Regions from separate parts of the Mus musculus genome. Here region 1 is linked to region 2. Evidence: chromatin contacts called from public Hi-C data. All regions are on one chromosome and are shown on one strand. Each heading gives the region's core, a stretch centred on a gene start, on an enhancer-like site or on the middle of the called end of the contact. The rest is flanking DNA. Distances are from core to core; before and after follow the strand shown.

Region 1 (5,314 bases), core at 279-2,778, 180 kb after region 2:
CTTGGTATCATTCAAATATAGTACATTGTGGGACTAAGGATGACAGCCTGCTAAGTCAGGATTATTAACTGGATTAAAATGAAGAAGTAATAAGAGAGGCAAACATACCTCACACTGTCAGATTATTGACTAAAGAACTGAACTCAAGGGCTGGAGAGATGGCTCAGCAGGTAAGAGCACTGACTGCTCTCCCAAAGGTCCTGAGTTCAAATCCCAGCAACCACATGGTGGCTCACAACTCTCCATAATGGGATCTGACGCCCTCTTCTGGTGTGTCTAAAAGACAGCTACACTGTACTCACATATGATAAATAAATAAATCTTTAAAAAAAAAAAAGAACTGAACTCAAATCACTATGTTTTTGGGTCTCAATTATTGAAACATCATCCGAGTGCCTAACAAGTTCCAGGTATGATGATGTTGATCTACGGGCCACACCGTCAGGTAGCAAGGCTCATATCTGTGGCTGTGGCCTGTGTGTCTTTGGGGTCTCACAGGTTGGACTCAGTAGATGGTAGCTGAATAAATTAGGGAATGCCACAGAGTCCTGACACCAAAGATGTCTTGGATCACCACATACCAAGTGTGTGTATGTGGAGGCCAAAGTCAGTGCTGGGAGGCTCCCTCAATTGCTTCCCACCCTATTTGTTTATTTAAGTGTATGTGTGTGTATGTGTGCATGCTCGCGCGCTGCCAGCTCTTCCAGCTGTTTTTGGAGACAAAATCTTTCATTGAACCTGGAGCACACTAATTTGGTTAGGATGTCTGGCCAGCAAGGCCCAGGAATCTTCCCAGTTTTACCTCCCCAGTGCTGGGATTATACGGAATTAAAGCCAGGCCATCCTGCCTGTTTTTTTTTTTTTTCTTTTCAATGTGGGCTCTGTGGCATCAAACTCAGGTGCTCACGCTTGTATGGCCAGTGCGTCACCAGCTGCACCCCCTCCCCACTTAGAAGCTGTTATTTGTGTGTTTATTTATTCTTTCTTTCTCTCTCTCTTTGTAGATGGCTCAGTTTCATGGGTCAGTGCAGAAAAGTTATGGATTTTGGGCAGATACATGGTTCACCTATCGTTTGAAGAAATTATGAACATTAGCCCTATAGAAGTAAGTTGGAAAAAGTATATTTTTATGTCCTTATTGCTAATATACCTTGAGTGACATATGCTCTAAATTTCCAGTGTTTGCTAAGCCAAGGTGTCCTGGGAACTGTATACCTTAGCCAGATATATCTCTACCTTTTAGACAAAACTCTAGGAACAAAGTCTCAAGGAGTCAATGGTGGGGTTATATTCTAGAACAGAAGAGATAAGAAGAAAAAAGAATTGAGGGCATTGACATGGCGGACATGATAGGAAGGGAACACTGGCTATGACCCAAGACTCATGTAAAGGGATTTTGTGTGTGTGTATGTGTGTGTGTTCTAGAAAAGCCAAGGACAAAAGCTATCGAGTTTCCAGTGCCTGCACTCAAGCCAAAGTAGCATGGATTAATGGCTGCTTCTATAAATAGTGACTTCTATTAATAGCTACTTCAACATGAGTAATGATTGGATCTGAGCTTGGAGTTTACAGTGGAGAAGTGTATGTGGCTCATGTGGCTTAACCCACCCGTTGATTTGTCTCTTTCCTTCTGATGTTGACCCAGTGACCTTAAGATCCTTTGGGCATTGTGACTTTGAAATGTAGCCTCTGAAGAACGCTGCAACAGAGGTTCCTAAAGAGCTGGGCTCCATTACAACACAAACAATAGCAAAAAGCCCATTCGCCTTGTCCTTGTCCTGCATCATGTGATGGCCTTCTTCACAGAGCTGTCCTCCCAACAGTGCATGATTGTTATAAAACACAAGGCAAGACTTGGCTCCTCTTGTGTCATATATGCATGATGTACATACGTGAGTGTGCAGTTGCCATGGTGCCTATCTGAGGGCCAGAGTACAGCTTTCAGGAGTTGTTTTTTTTCTCTTCTAAGACGTGTTCAAGAGATTGAATTGAAGCTTGCATGATAAGCACCTTTATCTGCTAAACCATCTGGCCAGCCCCAGTTCCCCTCTTTTATCTAGGAGGCTAGGAACACCTCCCATGTCTTTGCTGTTTTACAACCTTTCAGTCTTTAGAAATTGGGGCATTTCTAAGACCAGGCACGTGTGGACAACTTCTCATGATCTACAAATACAGAGGGGATGGATTCATAAATGATCAAAGGTAAATCCTCAAGGGAGGATCTTAGGATCACCTTCTTTCCCATGTGGGGTATGTGTGTGTATGCACATGTGTGCAACTATATTTGCATATGTGTGCAATAGTGTGTGTAGGCCCAAGGTCAATGCCAGCTGTCTTCCTCGAATGCTTTCCACTTATTTTTTTTTAATTATTACTTTGTTATTTTTATGTGTGTGGATGTTTTGCCTGCATGCATGTCTATGTACCACTTGCAATGGCTGGAGCTCATGGAGGCCAGAAGAGAGCTAGAATCCCCTGGAAGTGAAGTTATAGATGGTTGTGAGCCCCTATGTGGGTGCTGGGAATCGAACCTGGATCCTCTGGAAGAACAGCGAGTGCTCTCAACTGCTGAATGTCCTCTTCAGCCCCTGCTCTCCCCTTTGTTATTTGGGCAGGATCTCTAGCAGAACCCAGAGCCCATCCATTCTGGCTAGTATAGCTAACCAGCTTGGCCCACGAATATCTTGCCTCTACCTCCGTAGTGCTGGAATACAGGGGCTGCCACTCCTGTCTGACTCTTTATGTGGCTTCTGGGGATCCAAGTCCTTTCCCTTAGGTTTGGACTTTGGCCCCTGAGCTGTTTCCCCAGTCCATTGAGCATTTTTTTGGAATACAGAATTAGAGCACACCACCACATAGAATGATAAATCCATTAGAAATAAGGAGTAAAACCATAGCGAGCCCTATTGTCATTTAAGATGTCAGCGTGATACCCTTGGACATGTAGGCAAAATGGAGCACGAATATCGAGTCTGAACAGTACACTTAGTACAATGTGGAAGATATATGCTACATTTTATATTTTGCAAAGAGAATACATGCGTGTTCTTCCTGTCCAGCCTGGTAGTATGCAACTTCAATTCCTTCCCCAGATCTCCCTACTCCAAATGCTGATGAAGATATAGACAAGGGGGAACCTTCAATCCAGGCTTGTGGGACATGCCTTTAATCCTAGCACTTGGGAGGTGTCATAGTTAGGGCTTTATTGCTGTGAACAGGCACCATGACCAAGGCAACTCTTATAAGGGACAACATTTAATTGGGTCTGGCTTATCGTTTCAGATGTTCAGTTCATTATCATTATGTCAGGAAATGTGGCAGTGTCCAGGCAGATATAGTGCTGGAGAAGGAACTGGGAGTTCTGTGTCTTGATCTGCAGGCAGCCAGGAGGAAGCTCTCATTCCACAGTAGGTAGAGCTTGAGCATAGAGACCTCAAAGCCTGCCCCCACAATGATAGTCTTCTTCCAACAAGGCTACACCTTCTAACAGTGCCACTCCCCATGGGCCAAGCATATTAAAACACCACAGGAGGCAAAGGCAGGTGAAGCTATGTGAGTGTGGGGCCAGCCTGGTCTACATAGTGAGACCCTGTTTCAAAAACAAACAACTTCTAGCTAGATGTCCCATATGTCACAGGTAAACTACTACTGGGTATTTACATGAAAGCTTTGAAGTCAACCTCACAGAGGCACTTGCCCATCAGTGTTCACTGCAGCAACTCTGAAACAGCTAAGCAATGGAAGCAACAAGATGCCCAAGAAGAAAGGAGTGGATGAGGAAAACATGGTCTGTGTACACAGCGGACCTTTTCGTTCATCGTATTATCTTTATCTTAGTATATATTAATATATATAATTAATATCTTTATCATTTTTTTGACCACAGAGAATGAAGTTATATTGTTTTCAGGAAATAAATATACCTGGAGATAATCATAACAAGTTAATTAAGTCAGTCTCAGAAAGACATGTTTTTTTCTCACTTGTGGTTCACAGATTTTATACAGATATATAAAAGCATGTGTGTGGGGGTTGGGGATTTAGCTCAGTGGTAGAGCGCTTGCCTAGCAAGTGCAAGGCCCTGGGTTCGGTCCTCAGCTCTGGAAAAAAAAAGCATGTGTGTGTGTGTGTGTATGTGTGTGTGTGTGTGTGTGTGTGTGTGTATGTGTGTGTAATACATGGAAGTAGGAGTGAAATGTTTAGGGGAACAAATAGGGCCAATAGGAGGAGGAGAGGTGAGAAAGATGGAGGGTAAGAGCTATGGGGAGAATATGCTCAACATACAATATGCACTCATATGCATATCTTTGTGTGCCATATACAATGAGTACATACACTGAACTTTAAAAATAACAATAAAAAGAAAGAAATATAGTAATCTGAGAACTGGTTGTATAGCCTTATGGCCGAGATGGACGCAGCATGGGCCACCAGGATGGGTCCCCACTGGGCCACTTGACCTTCCTCACCAATCTTCCTCGTCTTCCCATCCTGTCTGCCAGATTGGGTTGTTTATCAGCTATGACAACGCCACCAAGCAGTTGGACATGGTGTATGACATCACCCCTGAACTGGCCCAGGCATTTCTGGAGAGGATCCGCTGTTCCAGCTTTGACGTGAGGAACATCTCTACCATCCACAGGCAAGGGTGGCCCCGGGCCCTTCCAATATTTGGTTTAAGAGCTGGGGAGACGAGTCAGTTAGTACAGTGCTTGGCAAATGATCGTGAGGATGAGTTAGAATCCCCAGCACCCAGGTAAGAAGCTAGGTGTGTCAGCATGTGCCTGTAATCCCGTCACCGAGGGAGGATGCCAGACAGAGACAGGAGTATCCTGGGAGCTGGCAAGCCAGCCAGGCTAGGAAACTTATGAATTCCCATTCATCAGTAAATAAGGTGGAGGGCAACTGAGGATGACTCTGATATCATCCTCTGGCCTCCTCATGGATGCACACACGTGTGATTGCACAGTTACACACGCACACACTTGTGCAAATGCAGTCTAAGTATTCCCTGAGAATGGCCCCAGAGTTCTCTCTGCATTTGAGGAGAGATAATTGCTCCCAAGGGCTTATCACCCTTCGAAAAATGTTCGGAAAGGAAAAGGGGACACATCTTTGAGTGTCTCCTGGAGCTCAGGCATTTTCTGTCACCTCCCCTAGTGCTTCTTCCAGCCCTGAACTGGAGCTAGGCCATCCTCACTATCCAGGGTGTCATTGCAAGGTGAACATGGCATTTCCATTAGGTCGGGGCAAGTACTGGAGGCATCTAGGGATTTGCCATGTTGGAGAGGGAATCCCTTATTATTAGGCTGTC
Region 2 (5,208 bases), core at 2,606-5,105:
TGAACTACAGCTCAATGCTGCAACACTACCCACCCTCCTGCCCCCCGCCCCCTTTTTTTTCTTTTTCTTTTTTTTTTTGAGATAGGGGTTTCTCTGTAGTCCTGGCTGTCTTGGAATTCACTCTGTAGACTAGAGTGGCCTCAAACTCAGAGATCCACCTGCCTCTGCCTCCCAAGTACTGGGACTAAAAGTGTGTGCCACCACTGCCTGCTCATCTGTTGTTAGATTTATTATGTCTGACTGCTTTGTCTGCACGTGTGTATGTACATTGCTTGCGTGCCTGGTGCCTGCAGAGTCCAGAATTGGAGTTAGGAGTGCTTGTGAGGGGCCGTATTTGTGCTAGGAATCAGATGTGGGTCCTCTTGAAGAGCAGTAAGTGCTCTTAACTGCTGATCCATCTCTCCAGCCCAGGAAGCTATAATCCTTGCAGCCAGAGACATATTAGTTAAAGGCTATGCTGTCCTCTAATGGACTCTGGTAGGGTCTGGCAACAGCACTATAGCAGAGCCCAGAGGGAAGAGTGGGTGAGTTGTGCATTGTGGATAGAGGGAGCAGTAGGCATGAGGTTGGAGACATGACATGGCAGAGAGTGTAGAGAGGCAAATCTCAGGAAGTAGCCTTGAGCAGAATCAGGCTCCTGCTCTGGGCGTGCTTAGTGTGTCTAGTTGGAAACAGCTCCTGACCTGGTCTCCTGAAGAGGCTAAATTGGAATTGGAGTTGGCTTGGTGTTGTAACAGTGAGTGTAGGCCTTCTGGGGGACTTGGTGTTTCCTTTGAGCAAGTTGGGTATGTCGGCTTTGGGTTGTAGCGGCATGTTCAAACCCTTCTTCTTTTGCCAGGTGAGCTCCACCTGACACCTTTACATGGCATCCTACAGCTTCGGCCCAGCTTCTCCTACCTTGATAAGGCAGATGCCAAGCACCGAGAGAGGGAGGCAGCCAATGAGGGTGAGCCTGCTGACAGCCTGTGGTCTGAATGAGCTCACGTGAGCACTTGACAGAGATCAGGTGGTGGGATTCTTACTGACATGCCAGGCCCTTGCCTACTAAATACCACATCTGGGACAACCAAAAAATGTCCCCACAGATGGCCAGACATCACCTGAGGATTAAACTGCTCCAGTTGAGAGCAGGGCCCCTTGCTTGGCGCTCTTGAGGGAGGGTTATGTTGGGGCAGAATGAGCAGTCCCAGTAGAGACTGTACTGACAGCTTGCTTTGCAGCAGGGGATTCTTCTCAGGACGAGGCAGAAGAAGACGTTAAGCAGATCACGGTGAGCTCTGGCCCTGGGCAGGAGGGAGCAGCATGTATGGAAAAAGCAGGGTCCGAGCTAGCAGAAAGGACTTCCCCATCTGTGGGAGTAACAGATGCACAGTATTGTTGACCCCCTCCCTGCTCCCCAGTCTGCTGCCTGGAGGAAATAACTACCCCCGCCCATCTGTTGAAACTGGGATAGCCTGGTTCTGTATAGTTGCTGGGATCCTGGGGTGTGGCCAGAATTGCCTGGAAACAGGAAGGTACAGCCCAGGATCCCCAGTGAAGTCACAGAGGCTCAAAAAAATCTCATGTTAATTACCTTTGTGATTCTGCATATTTAAATAGTGGTTACCTTACCAACAAGTTTGACTTTGGAAGATTTAGATAGAATATTAGTCTTCCACTCAGGATGCATGAAGTCCCTCCTATTTATGTATATGTAGTTTGCAATAACCATTGAAAGAAAATGCTGCGCAGTAATGTCACAGCTGGCACAGAAATGCCTATAGAGTTTGCACACCCTGGTAGACCGTCCTCTCCTGAAGTGATGTAACAGAGCTCAGGCTTCAGAGGTTGTCCTGTTCTCAGCAGTGGGTTGGCTAGCCGTTAAAACCTCCTGTACCTTCGTGGGTAAATGCCTTCATCTGAAAAGATATGTGTTGGCACCCATGTGGCCCAGCTGGAAAGCCTTGGCCAGGGCAGACAGAAGCAAGAAAATACCAGTTTGCATTAGTATCCCAGAGGCTGAATTCCAAAAGCAAAGTGGGAGGGGGTTCAATGGTTTGGTAAGATCTTTGGGGGCCACAGATGTGGGGGTGTGACCTCTCCCTTCTTCACAGGTACGGTTCTCCAGGCCAGAGTCCGAGCAGGCTCGCCAGCGCCGCGTGCAGTCCTATGAGTTCTTGCAGAAGAAGCATGCAGAAGAACCCTGGGTCCACCTGCACTACTATGGCATGAGGGTGAGACAGCGCAGGATCTGGGGGAAGAGCCCTGATGCCCAAGAGCCGCTTATCTCACTTCTAGCTCACCCTGTCTATGGCCACTTTGCTATACCCTAGAGAGCATCACGTGTGTGAGCAGTTTGCATCTTGCCATATCTCACTTAGCAGGTGTCATAAAGAGTGGGAAGCAGAGAGCTCCTGTTCCAGTTAGAGGTTTAGCCCCCTAAGCTGTAGGTACAGTAGGGGTGGCATTTGGTTAGGGTTTTTGATGTACCCTGGATGGTGACTGCAAGCTAGACACGTCATCTGGGGTCCCACTGGAGAATCTACTGTCTGTCACATACTCTGGCTACTGCCCACCTATCCAGGGTGAGTTTGAATATATTTGGGTTCCAGGGCTTTGCAACCTATTATCTGATGCTATACTCAGTAAAGAAAACAATTGAACATTGGCTTCCTGATCTTTGGGGGAAGGACCAACCAGAACCTTCCAGGAAAAGATTAGCATCAGGAGAGCCTTAGGTTCAGGGTCAGACTTGCAGCTACCCTATAGTTTCTCCCTGTGTGACCTTGGGAAAATGCATTTTCTTCCTTTGTTTTTCGAGACAGGGTTTCTCTGTGTAGCCCTGTCTGTCCTGGAACTCACTCTGTAGACCAGGCTGGCCTCGAACTCAGAAATCCACCTGCCTCTGCCTCCCAAATGCTGGGATTAAAGGCGTGCGCCACCACGCCCAGCTGCCTTTTCTTTCTTAGTCTCAGTTTCCTTCTCTGTGAAACAGGGATAGTTAGAGCCCTTGTACCGTTAGTGTGTTAATGAGCATTGGTACAGAGCCTGACACATGGTGGGTGCTTGGTGAAGGCTAGCTTGGTTTTAGTTCTTGCTGGGGTTTCTGCACTGTAGATGGAATACGAGGGCTGGGATCCCAAAGCCAGGGTGGGTGGGTGGTTGAGACCACATTGCAGAGGATTTGTGGGTGTTGTGCTCAGGAGGCTACATATGGGTCTGTGGAGAGCCTTGGAGCAGGGTAGTGGCTGGAGCGGGAGGTGATCTGCCCTGCCCTCTCTTCACAGGACAGCCGCTCAGAGCATGAGCGCCAGTACCTGCTGTGTCAGGGATCCAGCGGGGTAGAGAACACGGAGCTCGTCAAGTCACCCAGGTGGGACTAACTGGTGCTGGCTAGAGGTTCTGGAAAACAATCTGTTGGGACTGTGGCCCCTTTTTTTTGTAGGCAGGCTGAAGTGGGGACACTGTTCCTAGAGAAGTCCCAGGAGGGTGGCCTGGCATAGATGAGCCTCATGTTCTGTGAGGCTTGTCCAGGAGCTACTAGGACTACTGGGGATGGGGGGGATGGGTATTTGCTTACACCACCCCAGGGTTCAACCTGGCTGTGGTCTGTGCTCACATTCGTGGGTGAGGCAGAGTCCACAGAGCCCCTCCCTCTCCTTACAGTGAATACCTCATGATGCTCATGCCGCCCAGCCCAGAGGAGGAGAAGTGAGTAAGGGGCTCTTGTGTCCACCCTCCACTGCCTCCCACTGCCTCCCACTGTCTCCCACTGCCTCCCACTGCCTCCTAACTCAACTCTGCTTCTAACAGGGACAAGCCTGTGGCTCCCAGCAATGTCTTATCTATGGCCCAGCTGCGTACATTGCCTCTGGCTGATCAGATTAAGGTCCTGATGAAGAACGGTGAGCTCTGCTCTCTGCCTCCAGGGCCAAAGCCCCTCTGCTCCCCAGAGACTGTCCAGTTTGGCAGCTCCATTCTTGTCTGGGCAGATCAGTAATGCACCACTGTGTCGAGTCACCCAGTGGCACTGGTCTTTAAGACGGGCTGTTGAGCTGTTCTGGCCAGCTCCCTGCTGCAGGAGCCTGGGCAGGTCAATTTGAGCTTTGGTCTGTCTTTAAGAGAATAGTGTGGGTTCCTGGACACTGATGGGGCCAAGTACAGTTTTACAAGGGATGTCAGGTAGGACTCTGTCTTAGTGCCTTACAGGCCTCTACTCAATAAGGACTTGCTCCTTTTTTTCTCAGGTGGAGGTGCAGAACTTTTGGGGGCTGAGTTCCAAACTCTAGGCTCCTCTAAGAAGTCTTTAGGCCTGGATACAACTAGGGGCTCCCTGCCTCTCCAGGCTTCTATAGAGGACTCTGGACTCTGGGCTTTTTCCAGGTTTTGCCCTGAGTTCCAGAGGCATTACAAGTGACCTGGGTTCAAATCCTGTCTCTGCTTTTTCCAACCAGCTGGAATGTGGTGGTGGTGGTGGTGGGGTTCAACTCTTTCTGGGTCTAATAGTGACAGAATCTTCTGTACTCCTTAGATTTCCACATAGATCCTGACATTTGTTCTGTGGAAGGCAAGAGGCCAGGCCATAACGTTCGGCCACTGCTGTGGTGACTGCTGGTGCCATTGCAGTTATTCACGTTACTAGGAGTTGCAGGGCCTGGGATCTTAATGCTCTAGAAACATTTGCTGGGGAAGAGAGAAGGGTCAGGTCTCGCACTTTACCTAGTGAGTTGTGTCTTTTGTCTTTCCACCTCAGTGAAAGTCATGCCCTTCGCTAATCTCATGAGCCTCCTGGGCCCCTCTGTGGACTCTGTGGCTGTTCTACGTGGCATCCAGAAGGTGGCGATGTTAGTCCAAGGAAACTGGGTGGTAAAGAGGTAAGCTGCTTGGGAGTCTGAATGGAATGCTGTTGGTGTTCTGCCTAGTTGCGTTTTACCTCTTCCAGGACTCTTCCATTTTTTTATACAAATTTGGGAGTTAGTCTCTTAACTCTTTATTGGTTCCCTACAGTTTTGGCATGCTCTGCTGCATGTCAATTGCTTTTTACTTTCTTCCAAGACAGCTCAAAATCTTAGACTATTTTAGCTGTTCACCTCCCACATGTATATTTTAATCGTGTCTATATTTTCAGGCCCACAAGACTTTATGCAGCCAGTGTTCTTAGGCTTACTCACATGTCTGCCTTTTGTATTGTATTTTTATTCCAGTGTACATCTGAATTCCCATCAGGAA

The links. Hi-C and Micro-C count contacts between places; a contact is called where the count stands out from the background.
Region 1: a contact with region 2 is called in a Hi-C map of the G1E-ER4 cell line, with 3 times the contacts expected there. The contact joins two enhancer-like sites. A contact is called at or near these places in 6 of 15 datasets of contacts at CTCF or cohesin (the G1E-ER4 cell line, the NIH/3T3 cell line, embryonic stem cells and 3 more), 230 of 484 Hi-C or Micro-C datasets (the AML12 cell line, the AtT-20 cell line, B cells and 125 more), 18 of 115 datasets of contacts at active chromatin or transcription factors (the HPC-7 cell line, the NIH/3T3 cell line, astrocytes and 11 more) and 4 of 9 other capture datasets (adipose tissue, embryonic stem cells, liver and 1 more).

Annotation. Positions count from the first base shown.
Region 1 is chr7:121,109,968-121,115,281 of GRCm38.p6, forward strand. It overlaps Otoa (otoancorin), which reads left to right. Exons shown (of 29, transcript NM_139310.2): 10 at 1,005-1,105; 11 at 4,503-4,642. Among named protein-coding and RNA genes, the nearest start is that of Otoa, 29 kb to the left of the region's middle. Within about 2 kb of position 1,529, at least 7 of the 459 cell types and tissues checked have an H3K27ac peak or open chromatin away from gene starts, as enhancers often do. A contact at or near this core is called in the G1E-ER4 cell line, where this site is marked.
Region 2 is chr7:120,930,041-120,935,248 of GRCm38.p6, forward strand. Polr3e (polymerase (RNA) III (DNA directed) polypeptide E) reads left to right here. Exons shown (of 21, transcript NM_025298.4): 7 at 839-946; 8 at 1,221-1,270; 9 at 2,094-2,213; 10 at 3,267-3,352; 11 at 3,646-3,690; 12 at 3,793-3,884; 13 at 4,733-4,853. Among named protein-coding and RNA genes, the nearest start is that of Polr3e, 15 kb to the left of the region's middle. Within about 2 kb of position 3,856, at least 26 of the 459 cell types and tissues checked have an H3K27ac peak or open chromatin away from gene starts, as enhancers often do. A contact at or near this core is called in the G1E-ER4 cell line, where this site is marked.